Linked DNA regions of Zea mays: region 1 is linked to region 2. The links are chromatin contacts, called in public Hi-C maps. All regions are on one chromosome and are shown on one strand. The core of a region is the stretch at or near the end of the contact, and the rest is flanking DNA. Distances in the headings are between cores, read along the strand shown.

What was found. A called contact is a pair of places that touch in the nucleus more often than the background predicts.
Region 1: a contact with region 2 is called in a Hi-C map of leaf, with 5 times the contacts expected there. The contact joins the enhancer-like site here to the promoter of LOC100383021 in region 2. A contact is called at or near these places in 9 of 25 Hi-C or Micro-C datasets (bundle sheath, ear, leaf and 2 more).

Annotation. Positions count from the first base shown.
Region 1 is chr6:72,506,076-72,511,216 of Zm-B73-REFERENCE-NAM-5.0, reverse strand. No RefSeq gene overlaps it. Among protein-coding and RNA genes, the nearest start is that of LOC100191580, 110 kb to the left of the region's middle. Within about 2 kb of position 2,591, at least 18 of the 20 cell types and tissues checked have an H3K27ac peak or open chromatin away from gene starts, as enhancers often do. A contact at or near this core is called in bundle sheath, ear, leaf and 1 more, where this site is marked.
Region 2 is chr6:72,049,798-72,055,228 of Zm-B73-REFERENCE-NAM-5.0, reverse strand. It overlaps LOC100383021 (Oligopeptide transporter 7), which reads right to left and starts at 2,518. Exons shown (of 7, transcript NM_001361344.1): 1 at 2,342-2,518; 2 at 1,750-2,243; 3 at 1,570-1,667; 4 at 124-693; 5 at 1-32. The coding sequence starts at 2,432. It overlaps LOC542521 (calcium dependent protein kinase14), which reads left to right and starts at 4,481. Exons shown (of 4, transcript NM_001301763.1): 1 at 4,481-4,635; 2 at 4,983-5,431. The coding sequence starts at 5,110.

The DNA of each region.
Region 1 (5,141 bases), core at 1,342-3,841, 460 kb before region 2:
GGACTGCACCCACAACATAAAACCTATGCCCTCCCATCAACCGAGCCATCTCGCCAGACACCATGGGTTCAGCCGCCATCGTCGCCGAGAACACAACCATCATCGGAGCAAGGACTGACGGGGATCCACCAAACGTCGCCCCGTGCGTGTGGCGCCAATCCGGATTCTAGGGGTTGTCAGGGTGATGCACCAAGGCACACCGCTCGCGCAAAGGATTTATCTGGGCGTGAGGAGCAACTTTGTGCGTGCAATTCCTTGCGAGAGCTCCTTCGTCCGCTGTGCAATCGCGTACTCACACGGATGTCCTGGGCAACGCACCAACCCGAGGTAGGGGTTCCTGTCTAACTAGTTCGCCCTGACGTCTACTTCACGTAGAGCACGTCGGTGTGGTGGTTTGGTCCACCAGGGCGCCAAATCGACATTCACTTGCAGTTGCAGGGCGTCGCGGCCAAATAGTGGGCGCTGTCGTCTTTCAGGGCGACTGGATGGCTGGGGGAAGGTTATGAGCCCAGTGCCGTCCGATCTAGAGTGAACGACTGCGATTAAATGGAGCGCATCCATTCACAAGATCAAATCTGGGTCGCCGATTCGGAATCGTGGGGTGGAGATCAGATCACGCGTTAATAGAATCCTCACTGTAGATTATTGATCCTACGGCTCGCGTGCCTGCGGGAGCTCAGATCTAATCCAGGCCGCAAAATCCTAATCGTACGACTCAGATTCTAAGTTACCCCTTCAGCCGTGTAGGTTTGCATATGAGCCCCTAGGGTTTTCCATAACCAACCTGTGATCCATCCTATTCAAAGAACCTTACATCCGAGCCCTGGTATTTTGCAATTAGACCCTGCACTTCAATGAAATTGTGGCTGCAGATCGTGAACCTCCGGATATTAATAAAATTAATACAAAATTGATTTTTAAATGCCAAAGTAATCCTAAAGAGGACATATCTGGTGCACATGGAGGATTGGTGCACATGGTGCACATATTAAATCACCATCACTCATTTTAAATCTAATGTCTCTAGTTGATCATTCAATTTACAAATAACACCTTCCACCATTACACACCACCACGTTGGAGGGTGTCCTTAGCAAAATATACCAAACAACTAGAGACGTTAGATCTAAAATGAGTGGTGATGATTTAATATGTGCACCATGTGCACCAATCTTCCATGTGCATTAGATATGTTCTCAATCCTAAAACCTCGGGAAATGCATAACTCATTTATTTTAACTCATTTTGACGCATTCTAGTTGCATTAGCCTCGTATAAGTATTTACTGTAATACCCAAAAGTGTAATTAATAAAATAGAGTGATCTACTTATATGAGTTGCCTCCATTTATTTGAACATGTGAAAAGCCACATTTAAAAGTGGATAATTAAAACAAAGGACACATAAATAACATGTGCATCATGCTGGAGTTTGATTGTTTGTGCATTTAATAATAATGATAATATTAATAAGGTTACTTTAATAATGTGAATTAGGGATTAAAAGTTTAAAACCTAATTCAAATCTTAGAAATTGGAAATAAAAATGGAAAGAAAGAAGGAGAAGTGAGAAAGGAAAATATATAAATAAAGATATTATTTCATACTGACTTTTTGATGTAAGTATTTAGTATAAAGTGCAAAATTCACAACAAAGGTTGGAATTCAAAATTTGAGATTCAAAATAAAAGGGAAAGAAAACAGAAAAGAAAAAAGGAAAATCGCGCCTGGGCTCAATCCCTTGTTTTCGGCCCACCTTACTTTCCCCATTGCACGGCCCAACTGCTTTGTTGCGCCGACAGGTGGGCCCAGCAACTATGCATCTTCCCCCACGCCCAACAGCTCGCGCGGAACCTCCGGAGCTAAGGCCATCCGATCCACCCCTCGTCCAACCGCTCGGACCCACCTGTACTGCATATATTGTGCTCCTGGACTCTCGTGTGTCCAACTCAAACCCCCCTGAAAACCTAATTCTGCCGCAGATGGGATTGAGGAAGGAGAGAAGGAGCCACTGCCGGGGAAATCTTCGATTGGGCTATTGTTCACGCCGTCAGCGGTACCGGGGCCTTTCCTCAGGTGTGAGGAAGGACGGTCATGGCTGCGCTACTCAGGATTGGGCGCTGGCACACCACAATTTCTCGCCGTGAACAAGCTTCGCCGCAGCTCCGCTGTACACCGTGACCAGCACCATCGAATCACCAATACCTGGTATGGGGTGTTCGAATGAGATCACCATAACCTCCTCTCTGTAAATACCGTCGTGTTGGGTAAAATGGGTTAGGGCGCCGCATTTGGCTGTCATCGGCGATGGCGTCTGCCGCGGGTGAGCGTGCCGCCGTGTTTCTTCGCCTGAGATACTGGGTGGCTCCTGCGCCATCAATAAGATAACCGACGTCCATGATTAGAATGTTAGAGATAAGCATCTCGACCGTTGGATGAAGGCTGTGCGACTGTGATCGTATAGTCAGGGCTATTGCGAGGGTTAGTTTTGGATCGTCTGATCTAATCGGACGCGGTCGATTAAGGAGGTTACAGTGTTGTAGATCCCTGATCCTGCAGTTGGGATTCACGTACCAGCTCACGGAGAAATAGATCTAATCCACGCCGCCCACTTATGATCGCGCGGTCCAGAAAGCCTCATACCATTTTAGCCATGTAGATATGCAAAATAACCCCTATGCTTATTATAAATCAACCCGCCATCCATGGTCGGATGTAGTATGAGTCTCGGAATTTTTACGCAGAAGCCCCTGAACTACCTGTTAATAATAGCGTAGTCCAGACAGTTAATAAAACCTGAGAAAATCAATTAGAAAATGATTTTTAGTATAAAATTAATTGCAGAAACTTGTTTAATTCCTAGAAAATTCATATTAAATTCTTTTTAGTCCATTCCAGTTCCTATAATTTGTAATAATATTGGTCATCACTTGGTAACACTGTTTTAACATGAAAGCTACATTAGAAGTGATTACTCAATTAATTTTGTACCAAACACATAAAACCTTCGAAAAATCATATCTTGAAATCTGTAACTCCGAATTTAGTTATTCTTTTTCCTACGATCTCGTTATGACATGTATATTATTATTATGTATTTTGTATTCATGTTTGGTGTGATGTTAATTTATCCTTGTACCATGTTTGTTTGTATTGTGGCGAGTAGAAGAGCTAGTGGTCGAGGATCCGGGTGTTTAGTAGGTAGAAGTTGCTGAGAAGGAGCTCATTAAAGGCAAGTTGTGCCCTTGACCGCTTTTATTTAACCAATAATGTTCTTTATAATCATTGTATCATGCATAGGCTTAATTTTGATGGGACCCAATAGGTCACCCTAGTCTGGTTATATTTTCACCTTGTTTACCCCTGAATTTTTGGGTAGTCATTGCTATTGATATACATGGTTTTGGATATTGAGATAACTATTACACATGATTATTCTTTATTGTTGTTGTTCTATTTCTATTCATGATAAGGCAACTATGTTAATTGGAACATCGAGCTTAACTTGAGAAACACGTGCCACCATAACAGTGGATTGGGACGCCCTTGGCTGACTAACTAGGAAAGCTAGTGGAGGACTACCTTACTCGATAGGGGCAAGGGCAGTAGGGGAGTAGGTGCGTAGGTAGGTTCTCGGGTTGATTTTGCTGCGATGGCGGTTAGACGGGGGATTCCTGCATTGCTCTGCCTAGAAACTGTAGCGGGTTTTCTCAAGCTAGTGGAACTTTGTAAAGGCCTCGTAGTGGATCCCTAGCCATTCACCTCGGCAGTGTCTAAGGGCCTTGCAAACCCTGGCGAGATGGGATACACGACTTGTGGGTACATGGTACAACCTCTGCAGAGGTAAAACTGGTATACTAGCCGTGCTCGCGGTCATGAGCAGCTCAGAACTCTCGCATGATTAATTTATGGAATTAAATTCAATTTGTCATTTGCATCGCATTGGGGTTTATTATTAATTTTGATCTATTATTACTCTAGTTTGGTATCTACTTACATTTAGTAACTGCTAATAAACTTGACCAACGTATTAAAAGGAATGCTCATCTTTAACCCTTATTTATTGATCAGCCTTACACTTCACATGATCTTTTGTGAGCTCACTCTTGCGATATATAAACCCCCCATAGGCGAAGAGTAGGTGGTCCAAGAGGAGCCGCCCTATAATGAAGAGTACGAGTTGATCTATGTGGTGTCTCCCAGTCAGCTTTGTGGCACCAAGGAATAATACTTAGTTCGCTTCATTGTTATCATTTATTTTTGTAAGACTTCCGCTATGTAATAATAATATTTATGTTATTTGTGACATTTATCTCTATACACTTTGTCATTATATGTGATGTTCTTCGTCGGCGCATATATGAGACGCACCCGACTTTATCTCTTAAATCCAGGTGTGACATTTACTATGTAGTAACACATATCAATTAAACATGCCACATGTTTTTATAATTGGATATTTATTTACCCTATGTATAGTAGATTAATCATTTTACGAAAGTAATCTGGCTATAGATATAATTTGATTAACTGATGATCTCTAACTAGGTGATAACTTATATTAAAATTCAATTAGTTAGTTCTTTAATGTCTTTTCTCATATTATTTACATTAATCAACATAAAATATAGTTGTTAATTATTTAATCAATAAAACCTTTCGAAAATCATATCTTCTTAACAGTAACTCCGATTTTAGTGGTTCTTCAACCTGCGATCTCGTAGCAGCGCTTAGAATATTCTTACGTTGTTTGTTCTCATGTGTGGTGTACTGTTATATTTATGTACTACTTGTTTATTTGTATCTATTGCTACGAGTAGCAGCGAGGTTACGAGATCACCGAGGACCAGTTTGGTTGGTACCTGGGAATCTTGAGTCTCAGGCAAGTTGTGCCCTTGAACACTTTTCTTTACCTAATAATGTTCCTGTTAATCAATGTGACATGCTCAGGTTAATTTGATGGGACCCAATAGGTTTCCCTATCATTGTTTCTCCCGTACCTTGCAAACAGAAGCACTATCAGGTAGTTTTGCTATTGCTCTACCTAGTTTTGGGAAATTAATGCTACAATATGTTCATGTTCCAGTTATACTGTTGTTTTAATTATTTTTCATGACAAGATCATTGTGTTAATTGGAACAT
Region 2 (5,431 bases), core at 1,269-3,768:
CGAAAGCTGATTTGCTTAGCTGCCATATTTCACTGTGAGAAAAAAAAGCCTGCAATTTTAGCTTCATGTGTACTTCAGCAGAGTGGACCAAGATGGGCAATTGACAGCAAAAAAAGAAAATACCTTCCATGGAAAAGGAGAACGTGGGAAACCGTCGCGGTAAGGCATGCAAAACTAAGACCGTAGCTGGAAGCGAAGAACGTGCTGATGTACAGTGGCCCACTCTTCTCATAGGCGTCTGTATCGAAGTAGAAATGGGAGTCCATGATGCTAGAGATGTTGTACTTCTGCCCAGCCACCGTGTAGAGGCCATCTGAGTAGATGGGGAAGTTGCGTGCCTTGTAAACATTGAACCAGTAGTTGATCGGTGTGATTATGTACACGACAATGAAGAAGGCAGCCGCGATGTTGGCGGTGGCAAACCAGGGGCTAGCAAGGGGGCTTCCGAGGTAGGAGGAGATGGACGACCAGTCGAGTCCAACTGCACCGATGCCAAGGCCATGGAGGCCTGAGCCGAGCTGCTGGGCAATCACAGAGCTGGGAAACACCCAGCAGATCCAGGAGAGGGAGGTGAGCATCTGGAACAGGTAGCCCGGGAAGATGTAGTAGGCGAAACTGCAGATGAATGCCACCGTGAAGAACTGGTTGCGTGTCATGCTACCTTTTCTCCTTCGCTCCTTCTCATGAAGTGCCCTGGTGAGCATAATGCATCAGAAATATGTTGTTTCAATTTCTCAGGAATATGTTATTTTTGTCTTGAAAATTTACCAAATATTCTGAGGCTGTACATCAGTTGTCTTAAATATACATAAGATATGGTTGCTGTTTTGATGGGCATGTTTGCTGGTTCAGGAACTCACTACTTTATCCCTGTGTACTTATAGCAGTCCACAACTGTGTATGTCCTTTTGCCCTTGTTTGGATCTTAATAAAGAACCATGGAAGTGGCAAGAGGTTCCGCATTTTCCTACTTTTCTTTTGCTTGGGTATATGTGGAATTGTGGATCAACTAGCAGTACTTACTGATCTTTTTTGCAGCTTGTAATTTTTAACCGTCCGTTGTTGCTTGCTTGCAAAGACTGCACCTGACGATGAAGTGGTTTGTGACGTTGAAGCTTTGAATCGGTAAGCACTTTCTGTTCACTTTGTTATATTTTAGTGCTGGAGTTGTTTACAACGCATACATCAGCTCGTACTGCCTCTACTCTTTTTTTCAGTATTAATATTAGTGTCAGTGTGTGTGTACTGACAAACAGTGGAGGACAAACCATAATGTTTGTCCATTGTGTTGAAATGATTCAGCACAATGATATGATACCAGAAAACATATCCATGCAGGATACTGGACATTAAATTATAGCGTTTGATGCTTTGAGAATCTTTTGCTAAAAAATGGCCCACTAATGCCCCCACACCTCCGTTTTACTTTGTACTTGTTTATTTAAGATTTAGTCTTTAGGTACTACCATAATGATTACTGGTTGAGGAGTCTAGCTTTTAGATGATTGCAGACAATGTAAAATGACAAAATAACTGCGCGTTACTTGTGCAGATGCAGATTTGTGGTACCTGAAGAGGGAGACCTGCACGAGGTTGGAGGGCCACCACATCGCCGCCGGCTCCACCAGATACCGCCGGAAAACTCCCGCCCAACCGAACCCCATCACCTGATGAGGGTACCCAACCGGCCAGTTCATGCAAGCTCCCGCTTGTTTGGAGGAGAACTAACAAACTCCTCTCGTCCCGTACCTGGCTGGTGAGGATGAGGAGGAGGGCGATGAGGAAGGACATGTGCTGGCCGTAGAAGACGCGGACAGAGGTCACAAGATTCTTGGCGAACACGGTGCCGGCGCCGGCGTTGGCGAAGATGGTGATGAGGACATGCTCCTTCACGCTGAAGGGCCCCGGGTTGAGGGTGAACTCGCACGGGCGGCCGCGGAAGAAGGCGCGCTCCGGCAGCGCCGCGGCCATGAGGCGGCCGACGGGGAGCACGGCGACCTGCGCCGACACGGCGGTGACGGTGAGCGGCTCCTTGCGGTACCCGAAGAAGGCGTTGAGGAAGGAGAGCGCGGCGCAGGACGCCGTGCCCAGCACCCACGTCCGGAACGTCAGCGCCGGCGTCGCCGGGTCGTCCCACGCCGGCACCGTCAGCGCCACCTGCTCGATCGGAGAGCCGTTGTCGTCCCCCGCTTCAGCCTCCTTTTCCTCCGCCGAGCCATGCGGGCGCCGCGACGACGGTTGCACTGCATGACAAGGAACGGGAATAAAGCAAACGGAGCGGTAGTGCGGTCCACTTGCCACCGCAACGAGGAAACGGAGAGCTGGGAAAGGGGAGCATTACGCAGCGGAGAGGTGATCAGCTGGATGCCATGGCGATCGTGCTCCTCTCCCGCCTCGTCGTGCTCCTCCAGTTGGTGGACGGACGACGCCATGATTGGGTTGGGACTTGGGAGTTATGACTGGGACTTGGCCGGCTGACAGTGGCAATAGCAGCTGCAGGTGTTGCCGTGCTGGGCTCCTTTCAGCTGACTCGTCTGCTCTGGCATTTATTACACTACAGATCGTGCTCGATGGGCCCCCTCTCCCCACTGGCCACTACTACAATAGCTATCATATACCAAAGGCCACTAGTTTCTCCCTACCTCACCAATAAAACTTGAACCCCAAAAAAAAACCAAGCACTCCTTGTGATACGAGAAAGAACGACGTCCACATACATGGAATGAAAGGCTACAGAGCGCTGAGTTTATCGATGGCAATAGCAAGTGTCTCTTTTGCTTCTGAGGACATGCATAATTTTTTTTGTGGGAACAGTCTAAAAGGCGCCGCCTGCTCGTTCTCCCTTCGATGGGCTGGAATTTGCTCTTCTTCAGACGATCGTGGGCCGTCCGTCGGCCCAGGAAAGAAAAAGGAGCAGAATGTCGTGTGCGGCTGCTACGTACGGACACTCGCAAAGGCTTGTACGTAGGTCCTGAACTTTACCTGAAAACACGACAATGTAGCAGGAGTACCGTGACGGTGAACCGCCAACAGCTCCAACAAGGCCGACAGAAAGACCGTCCCGTTCTGAAAAAGTAGCCAACGCCAACTAATCCCACCCGCACCGGCTGCAGGTCAACCGGTAGTTTGTTTGCCCTAACTATTAGGAACAGGGGTAGGGCTGGAAACGATCCCAGCTCAGCTCGCCTCGACGTGGCTCGGTGCAGCTGCGAGCCGGCTCGGTCATATTGCGAGCCCACCCGAGAGGCTCGGCTCGGCTCGGTAATTGCTTGCGCTAAATAGCGTTTAGAATATAAATTATTTATATATTTTTTATTATATCTAAGATAAAAAAAATTACGTATAATATATTTCTAGACTACAATATAAGCGTATCACATATCAAGTCCAAGAAATTTTACAAAATAGTTCAAAACATAATAATAATATGATATAATAGTATACTTGAGGTTGTTAACTTGACTCGCGAGCTGGACCGAGCCGGCTCGGCTCTCAGTTCTGGCGAGCTGCAAAACTAGACTCGGTTCTGGCTCGCGAGCCGACTCAAGCCTCACCGAGCCTCAATCCATATGGATTGAGGGAGATTGATGGGATTTCAATACTTAGCAAGTAAAAATCTCTCTCAATCCGTATCAATCCTGTCACAAGCTCTAAATTGGGCGAGAACCGGTAGTTGTGAGGGGGAGCGACCCGCCCCCGCCGCTCACGACACGTGTCTACGCGTAAACACTTGGACGCTTTTGGGAACTGCTTGTTCTTGCTTGTGTCGTCGTGTAGTCTAGAGATGGATTTCGAAGGAGCAAAGGGAAAACGGAGGAGATATTTTTCCGTGGGCGACCGTTCAGCTGCTGACGCGTGGACCTGCACTGCACTTGCGGAACAAGAGGAAACGGCGGCCGCCGTTAGATCAGGACCAGACGTGGTGATGATAGGCTGCTCGCGAAACAAAACACGAGCGCGCTCTCTCTCTCCCAGCCGTAGGAAGCATAAGCGACCGACGTCACATCACACGGTTACATTTTCTCCCTTTTTTTTCCTCCGCAAAGGAACCACACCCGCGGCGCCAGCCATGGCAGGTCCCACCCACGACGTACTTGGCCTGGGAGGAGAACCGGAGAAGCGAAGCAACGGCAAAGAAAGGCCGCGGCACGGATTTTTAAAATCCACCCAAAGTCCAACCACTAACTAGTACACCCACCTAATTCGAAATCAGACCCGACCAGACCAACCACACGTTGTTGGAACAAATTCAATTCAACTCAACCCTCCCCCTGGCAATCCTACTCCTGCAAAATTCACCCAAAAAAAAGGGAAACCGAGCTCTTATGCCAGAGCAACGGCCAACGGGGTTATTGAATAAATAGACATTTAAAAAAATGGCGAAATAAGGAGTGGATAAACAAGGCTTAACCACATGATTAGCGGGGGAAGGAAGGGCTGCTTCTGCTCCTGCTACTTGCCCCCTCTTATCAGAGAGAGTGGTGTGGTGGCGCCTCCCCACCATCACCACCAGCCAGCACCACCCCTCCTGCCCCTCTGCGCTGGCGGGCCGAGCGCCGCGAGCGAGCTGGGCCGCGGGCGGAGGAGGAGTCGAGGCTGACCGACCCCGCGGCCGGCGGCGACGAGCGGACGCAGGTGAGTGCGTTTCTCTGTTAATTCCTAGCCTCCACCCGCTCCTTCGAAGCCGGGCGCGGCGGTTACGGGGGCCGTCCCGTGCGAGACGCGGCTCGATCTGCGCCGCGCGCTCGGCCGGGGGGGGGGGGGGGGGGGGGGGGGGGGACGCCGCTGGTGCGCGCGGCTCCGGGTACGGGCTCGCGGTGTGGGGATTTTGGATTTCCGCCGCGGGTGTTGCTTTGCTCCGGGTCCCGAGCTCGCGGGGCTGCGGTGTTGGATCTGTGTCTCTTTTGCGGGGGCAAAGCCGCGGTTTCGGGCGGGGCTTGGAGAGCTTAACGGCCTTGCTGTTTCTCTTTTCGTCGCCGCAGATTCGGCAGCCGTGCGCGGAATGCCCGTGGAAGGAGGGGAGAGAGGGAGGGCGCAGGCGCAGCTGAGCTGAGCTGAGCCCGCGAGGTTCGCGGTCTGCGGTGCGGCGGCAGAGGTCTCGCCAGCGCGATGGCCAGCGGCGGCTCCTCCAGGTACAGCTCGTACAAGGCGCCGGGGCTGCGCGGCGCGCTGCTGGAGGCGGCGCACGTGTCGTGCCTCGAGGACCGGTACGCGCTGGGCCCGCAGCTGGGGTGGGGCCAGTTCGGCGTGATCCGGTCCTGCTCCGACCTGGTCACCGGCGAGGCGCTGGCCTGCAAGTCCATCGCCAAGGGCCGGCTCGTGTCCCCCGACGACGTGCGCGGGGTCAGGCTGGAGATCGACGTCATGGCGCGCCTGGCGGGCCACCCCAACGTCGTGGGGCTCAAGGCCGTGTACGAGGACCGCGACTCGG